Regions from separate parts of the Drosophila melanogaster genome. Here region 1 is linked to region 2. A link is a contact called in public Hi-C data. All regions are on one chromosome and are shown on one strand. Each heading gives the region's core, a stretch centred on a gene start, on an enhancer-like site or on the middle of the called end of the contact. The rest is flanking DNA. Distances are from core to core; before and after follow the strand shown.

Evidence for each region. A called contact is a pair of places that touch in the nucleus more often than the background predicts.
Region 1: a Hi-C map of the OSC cell line shows a contact between it and region 2, with 4 times the contacts expected there. The contact joins the enhancer-like site here to the promoter of zfh2 in region 2. A contact is called at or near these places in 8 of 107 Hi-C or Micro-C datasets (the Kc167 cell line, the ML-DmBG3-c2 cell line, the OSC cell line and 2 more).

What each region holds. Positions count from the first base shown.
Region 1 is chr4:797,847-801,397 of dm6, forward strand. Sox102F (Sox102F,) reads right to left here. Exons shown (of 5, transcript NM_001014695.2): 5 at 2,590-3,551. The coding sequence ends at 3,437. Among named protein-coding and RNA genes, the nearest start is that of MED26, 11 kb to the left of the region's middle. Within about 2 kb of position 1,710, at least 14 of the 39 cell types and tissues checked have an H3K27ac peak or open chromatin away from gene starts, as enhancers often do. A contact at or near this core is called in the OSC cell line and embryo, where this site is marked.
Region 2 is chr4:499,807-503,391 of dm6, forward strand. zfh2 (Zn finger homeodomain 2) reads left to right here and starts at 2,004. Exons shown (of 14, transcript NM_001258496.3): 1 at 2,004-2,051.

The DNA.
Region 1 (3,551 bases), core at 460-2,959, 300 kb after region 2:
TATTATTATATTATTATATTATTATATTATTATATTATTATATTATTATATTATTATATTATTATATTATTATATTATTATATTATTATATTATTATATTATTATATTATTATATTATTATATTATTATATTATTATATTATTATATTATTATATTATTATATTATTATATTATTACATTATTAAAGTATTGTATTATTGTATTAATATATATTATTATATTTTATACTGTTATATTTGTATATTATTATAATATATTACTTTTACAATGTCCTCATTTTAAAATGGTGAATACGAAGATGCTATTCCTGTTACTTGTAGAGTAAAGTGAAAAAATCTTTTATATTTATCTATCGATATCTCAGAAAAATTATGAAATTTCGCGTTCTCATTCACACTAGCTGAGTAACGGGTATGTGATAGTCGAGGAACTCGTTTACAGCATTCTCTCATGTCTTATGTTGCTACTCTTACTCTTATTAATTATTCACAATACAGTTTTAGATATATTGTCTTGCAAAACATAAACATAATAAATCAACACTGATTATGACAATTACTACTGACACTGAAATTTATAGACTTGTAATTAAATAAAATAAAAGATTAAATATTTTTTGAACCGGGTCTTTTTTATATATTTTGGGAACATATCAGGGAATTATTAATTATAGTCTCACGGCCGGCAAGAAGGTATGGTAACTTACCTATGTGGCAGCACTTCCACTCGACAAAGAATTATTCCGAAAGGACTTCCGGAGTACTTCCACTTTCGACTGGGATAGTGTGCACACATACTGTGTTTGGCTGTTATTCTATGCGTACAAGAGAGCTGCTCCGATCTCTACGCACTTTGCGACCTCTTCTAGGAGCCAGGTGCTCCCAGACATAGAATGAAAGTTCAAAAACTAAAGCGTATTGGCATCTGGTTAAGCGGCTTTACTTAGACAAGGGTCTTCTCGTGGTTACGACCAAAACGGCGGATGCCGCCTTAGTGGTGCAGCGCCCTCTTATAGAAGAAGGCTTATTCAGCACCCATAACTCCACCACTGGTGGACATTTCGGAATCGAAAAGACAGTGGCTACGCTTAAGAGATCCTACTTTCGGATCAGGCAAACCGCTGATGTGATGCAGTGTTAGAAAAGGACTTACCCAATGTACCGTTAGCCAACTACAGCCCACAGTTCTATGTGCTCCGTTTGAAAGACTTGCGATTGACATATTGGGTCTTTTGCCTACTACAGTGCTCGGGAACCGAAATGTAGCTTTGTTACTTCGTCAAATGACCGATGTGTATAGCTCTGCCTCACCGAACAGCTCGTCTACTCGGATCAAGGCCGTAACTTTCAGTCAGTAGTATTTCAAGCTTGTCTCCGCCTGCTCAACGTAAAAATGACGACGCCGCTACACCCCCAATCAGATGGAATGGTTAAGATCGCTGTTGATGCTGGGACAAGAACTCCGACTCACAAGCAAGCTTGCTCCCGGCCGAACTTTCCTCGTATCCAAATGCCTGCTGGATACGATGGGTAAGATCTTTAAAAAGGTGATTGCGGCGAGGCTCGACGAAGCAAAAGCGGCTGCAGGGGTACTTTCTCCAAACCGGATTTCGGAAAGGATTGTCGACGCTGGACGCGATCTCCACGGTTACCAACACTGCTGCCAGAGCCATTTCAGGTTCCAAGTGGAAGGGTGGTACGAAGAAGTAACGCCTGGTGGTAAGGATGGACATCTGTAACGCGTTCAACGCGGTTGACTGGGCAAGGACGCTGGAGTCACTAAGGGCCTTTAAAGGCATCTACCTCAGCACTCGCGTGCTTGTCATCGAATCGTCATTGGGCTCCAGAGAGGTCACGGGACCGATGTTCTGGAACACCACGTACAATAGTGTTCTAAGCCTTGCTCTTCCGGAAAGCACAAAGATCGTGGGCCTCGCAAACACAGCTATCAAGGATGTCGAAGCATGTCTAGCTGTGGCCGGCCTGGAGTTGGCCTCTCAAAAAACGGTAGCTGTCCTCATCTCGAGCAGGAAGCTGGTGGAGGCAGCACGCATCCAAGTTGGGAGTACCACAGTGACATGAATTAAAAATTTTAAATGAATTTAAAATATTAACACAAAACAAAATATAAAGCCTACATTTATAATACCACCTAATAAAACTAATTGAAGCAGCTCTAAGACTCCCGATGCTAAAAATAAATACATAACGGTGGAAGACCAATTTGGCTGGCCGAAGGTTTACGAAGATTCCACTGTTTTCGGTCGGGTCTGAAATAAAAATACCAAAAGTTTTCCAAGTGTGCTCCAAAAGAAAGCGGTCTTTTAGTGTACATCACTGTCGCCTAGCTGCAACTCAAATTGAAATTGTTGTAATTCTTAATTTCAATAACCGATGCCTGTTGTTAACTTAATTTAATCGATACAAATGTGAAAATAATTCAAAAAACTAATTCATAATATAATTTTACTTCACGAGTAACGGTTTTCAAAACACTGATTTGTAGTGATCTAACAATTCCGAACGGGAACGGGATAGGGATGGATGAGCTGTCGAAATATTTTTCAAGGAAAAAAAGAAATCATTCATTGAACTTTCAAAAAGATATATTTCGCGTTCTTGTTTAATTGGTTCCAAGCCATTATTCTAGTATTCTATTTCTTGCTGTTAATATACAATTGCTTGGAAAGCCATTTTAAAAATGTATATGATTTATGAGCTTTTTGATTCGATTGCATTGTATATGTTAAAAATTAATTATGTTAGAGTGAAATAATAATTTGAATGTACACTTAGACATGTTCATCATATACACAACGTGTGCATTAGATTTCCTAAATTTGCATTTAGATTGCCAGCATATTATAATACCAGGATTATGAAAAAGCGGCTTACCGCCGGAATAGGAATACTATAATGTTATTATAACAACATTGTAATTTGTTTACTAAGTATGCACACAAGCCAATCTTTATAATAAACTTTAAAGTAGTTATGAAAATTTACAACTAATTAAATATATGTATTTATTTAAGTGGATGCTATTAAACTAGATTTGAGTATTTGGACGCATACAAATTTGACATGTACATAATTGTATATTTTGTATTTTTATTAATCGATACTAACTACCTATTTGTTTACGGCTAATCTGGGGTATGTTATTATGGCATTGGTGCGTAAATGGCACAAAAATTGCAAGGTTCCCAAGACCGAATGCCCTGTAAACTATGGATTCACAAATAACTTATATATGTATGCATGTGTATATATGTACGTTAATGGCACTTGAACTGAAACTTACTTCAAATAATGACTATCCTATTTTTTTGTATTTACAAACAGATTTTAATTGTATTTTTCATTTATCTTCTGATAACTGGCACCGTTTGCCAGAATTGTCATTATTCCGGATTTGGCTTTCGGTAATCACCATCCTAGTCGTCTAGCTCGCGCTGAGATGCAAGTTCCACTTCATCGGAAGAAAAACCAGAAGGCGATAAGCTTTCTGGGGGATAGAAGAACTGCTGAGGGGGTGTATGTCCACAGTCA
Region 2 (3,585 bases), core at 754-3,253:
ATCTGGCCCTGTCCGTCCGTCTGCCTGTCCATATTAACGTCTAGATCTTAGGGATTATAAAAGCAATAAGGTTGAGATTAAATATACAGTTTCTAGAGACATAGACGCAGTGCGAGCTTGTTGCCACGGTCACTCTAACGTCCACAAACCGCCCAAAACTGCCACGCCCACAGTTTTGAAAAATATATTTTTATTTTTTGATTTCTCCCCATAACGGTCGCGACCATGCCTTTGAACAATTTAAAATTTTTCTTTTTTTATTTCCCAATGCCAAAAACTGTTGAAATTTTCCGTTCGCTTTTCCCCTAGCTGACTGATTTGTAGTTGATAGGATCCACCGACACCGGGACATTTGCACCACTCTATAATAAATATTAACCCGTGTATTAACCCATATGACAAATTTAATATCATCGCATATGTAATGCATATGCAAAATATATTTTTTATATTTTTTATATATTATATTACAAACACACTTTCAACAAAATATTTTAATTAATAAATAAAAGATTAAATGATGTAGATGTAGAAACTTGACCCTATAAGCATATATAAGCGCAGGATCACTTAAAAGGTCCGATTGTCCGTATTAACACCGATATCTCGGAAACTGTAAAAGATAAAAGAGAAAGAAGAATGCAGCGCATGCATGCATGTACGCATCGATCAAAAGTTATAATAGGGTACCAGATTCGATGAAAAAAAACCCTAAAAGTATATATATATTCTTGACCAGGATAACTAGATTCGATCCGTATGAATCCGTCTGTCCGTATGAACGCCTCGATTATTAAACATTCAGATTCCAGATACATTCCAGAGACGTATCATAAATACGCCCACTCTAATGCCCAAAACTGCCATGCACAAACTTTTCGATTTATTTTGTCTTTCTGATCGATTCTATCGATAGTCCTAAAAATGTTGAACTTTCTCGTTTGCACTCTTAAGCTTAAAAAATTCTTCATAAAAAAAATTTTCAATTATTTTTTAATGATTCGAGTGGTTTGTTCAACGAAGAAACATTTTAACATGCATTTTTTGACTATTCCGGTGGAATAGTACGCATGTACGCATGATATTTTACAAATATTGTACAATATTTACGCAAGACATGTCGCGGAAGTATAAACATTCTCTTTTGGTCCAGAAAAATGTTAAAAAGAACTCAAGGTTTCATAATTCATAACGGACGTGCCTGATCGGCTCTGCTAGTGATCCTAAATACATATGTAAGTAAGCATATTCAAGATCATCTCGGGTCGCATACATTCTACTATAGCGAACATAAAAAATATTACACACATAATATTGGGAAAAGCTTAATCGGTTTGCACATTCAAAAAATTTTATTTAATGACAATGTGATACGAATAATATTATACATATATTTTTGTATTTATAGATATTTTTGATATCTCCGAATACAAATATTGAGTAGTTATTGGGAAAACAAAGGATCTACTTTTAAATGTTGAGTCCACGATGCTTGCCTGTAGGTATTTCGGTTCAAAAGAGACATTGTGATAGTTTTGTACCAGTTTAATTACTATAATATTTCTGATCATTCTGCAGACAATGGGATGTGGAACTTGCCGTGTTGGATCTTTTAACATCCGTCGGCAGTAATACAAAAATAATGAAAGATGATTGCCCAAGCTGCACCCACACAAAACAAAGGCACACACACATGCATAACAACAGGCAGAAATTAAATAAGGAAAAGAGAGGCTCGCTGTGAAAGCATAAAGCACATTGGTACACCGTTTTATCACATCATCTCCCGTCTCGCTCTAACGTAATTACCACTCTGCGTGGCAATAATTACCCCATTACGGAAATCTCCCAAAGTCTCTCAGTGTCTCTCTTGAATGTTGATTTGTACGCATGACTCGATTCTGTTCGGCTCGGTCGGACTTTCGGAGAATAAAGAAGAGGAGAGCAGAGCTCGAGAGCCCCGGAGAGCATTAACCAGCAAGTAAACAAGTAAGCCTGCCTCTCAGCTCAGTCGAAAAAAAACGTTGAATGAGTCAGATGCGGGTCGGATGGTGAGTTTTAGAGCTCTCAAAGATGCGGTTTCGCTGTAGATCTTCATTATGATATATTTGCCGTTGGCGTGACTGTGAGACTAAATGTGACTGTGACTATTCGCTGGTTAAATGCGCTAAAACATAAAAAGTGACATAGTAAAAAACAACCAAAGAGTGAAACTAACTGCAATCTGAAATGTGTTACCTCTGTAATCAATCATTCACTGCTAGCCCAATCCCAATTCTGCGAATAGTGATATCTATGTAAAGTTCGATATGGGTGCGCGTTGTTATACGGCGTCTACTTGAGTTTTATATTTACTTTTTACTTTTGCGTTGTGTCGAACAGAGTATCACAAAAAAAACCTATAATGGCAAGAATGAAGAACACCGTGAACCTTTCGACCAGTTTCAAAAAAATGCATTGCGAGATCAGCCCAACTTCCTGCCCATACCTGCAAATGGATACATTCGATTAGAGTAAATAACAACCATGCCGGAACAATTCTGCGGCACTTCTTCGTAAAATATTCAGTTCGCTTCTGCTACATGTTTAAATCAGTCGGAAATATGGGTGCATGCTAACGGTGCAGTTCCGAGCAGAAAACAATACACTCACCCTTATCCTTATGTGTGAGGTGCATTGGTATTGGAGTTCTGGTCCCTAGCAACAAAAACTTCAATCCGTAGACAAAAGCAGAGTTTCATTCCACTTCCAATGAGGACAATCCTGCACTATTTTGTTTGATGTATCGAAGCTATCGAAAACGGATTCCGTCCGGGAATAGTTTTTTATTTTTAATTGCATTATGTGCCAAACGATCCCAGCCGAGTAAAGCCGAGCTGCCTTGAGCTGAGAGCAACGAGGGTGTGCGAACGGAAGTCGCAGGAAGGAAAGAAGCTGAAAAGAGCACACCACAGGCACAGGAAAGGGTGCTGTGCCGCGCTAGTCGGTTGTTGGATGTTCTCTATGAATTGCCTTCAGCGATTTAATGAGCACGTGGTCCACGAGAGAAGTATATGCAAAAACGCTGTGTGTCTATTTCTGTCTCTGTCTTGGTCTTGATAGCTCTCCCCTCTTCGTCGCGGTGTCTGCACTGGGGTGGGCGGATGGCAAGTGATGGGAGGGAAAGGAAGCAGAACTTCCCACTTGTGATTGTGCTTGTGACTGTGCGTGTGTGAAAATGTGTGTATAAAAAAGAGACAACTGTCTCGCTTGCGATATAAGCAGCCAACTAGGAGTAAAAGTGTTTATATTAAAATGCAAAATCCCAAGAAGTTGGCAAATTAAATCAAGGGGCGTAACGCGCGCGAACACACTCTCCTTGCACTCATCCAATTCGCTCGATTTGCTCTCTTGAAATTTGCACACATTGCAGATATAATTACAAGTGTAAGAAAAAAAGACATTTAACATAGTTTTCAGCACCCGTTCGTTCTATATAAAAAAAAGATTTTGTGTGAAAGTTAATGTCTTTTCAAGCCATTGTGAATTTCTTTTATTTGGTCTTTAGTACAATCATTCTTTCAAAAAACTGGAGCCATATATGTA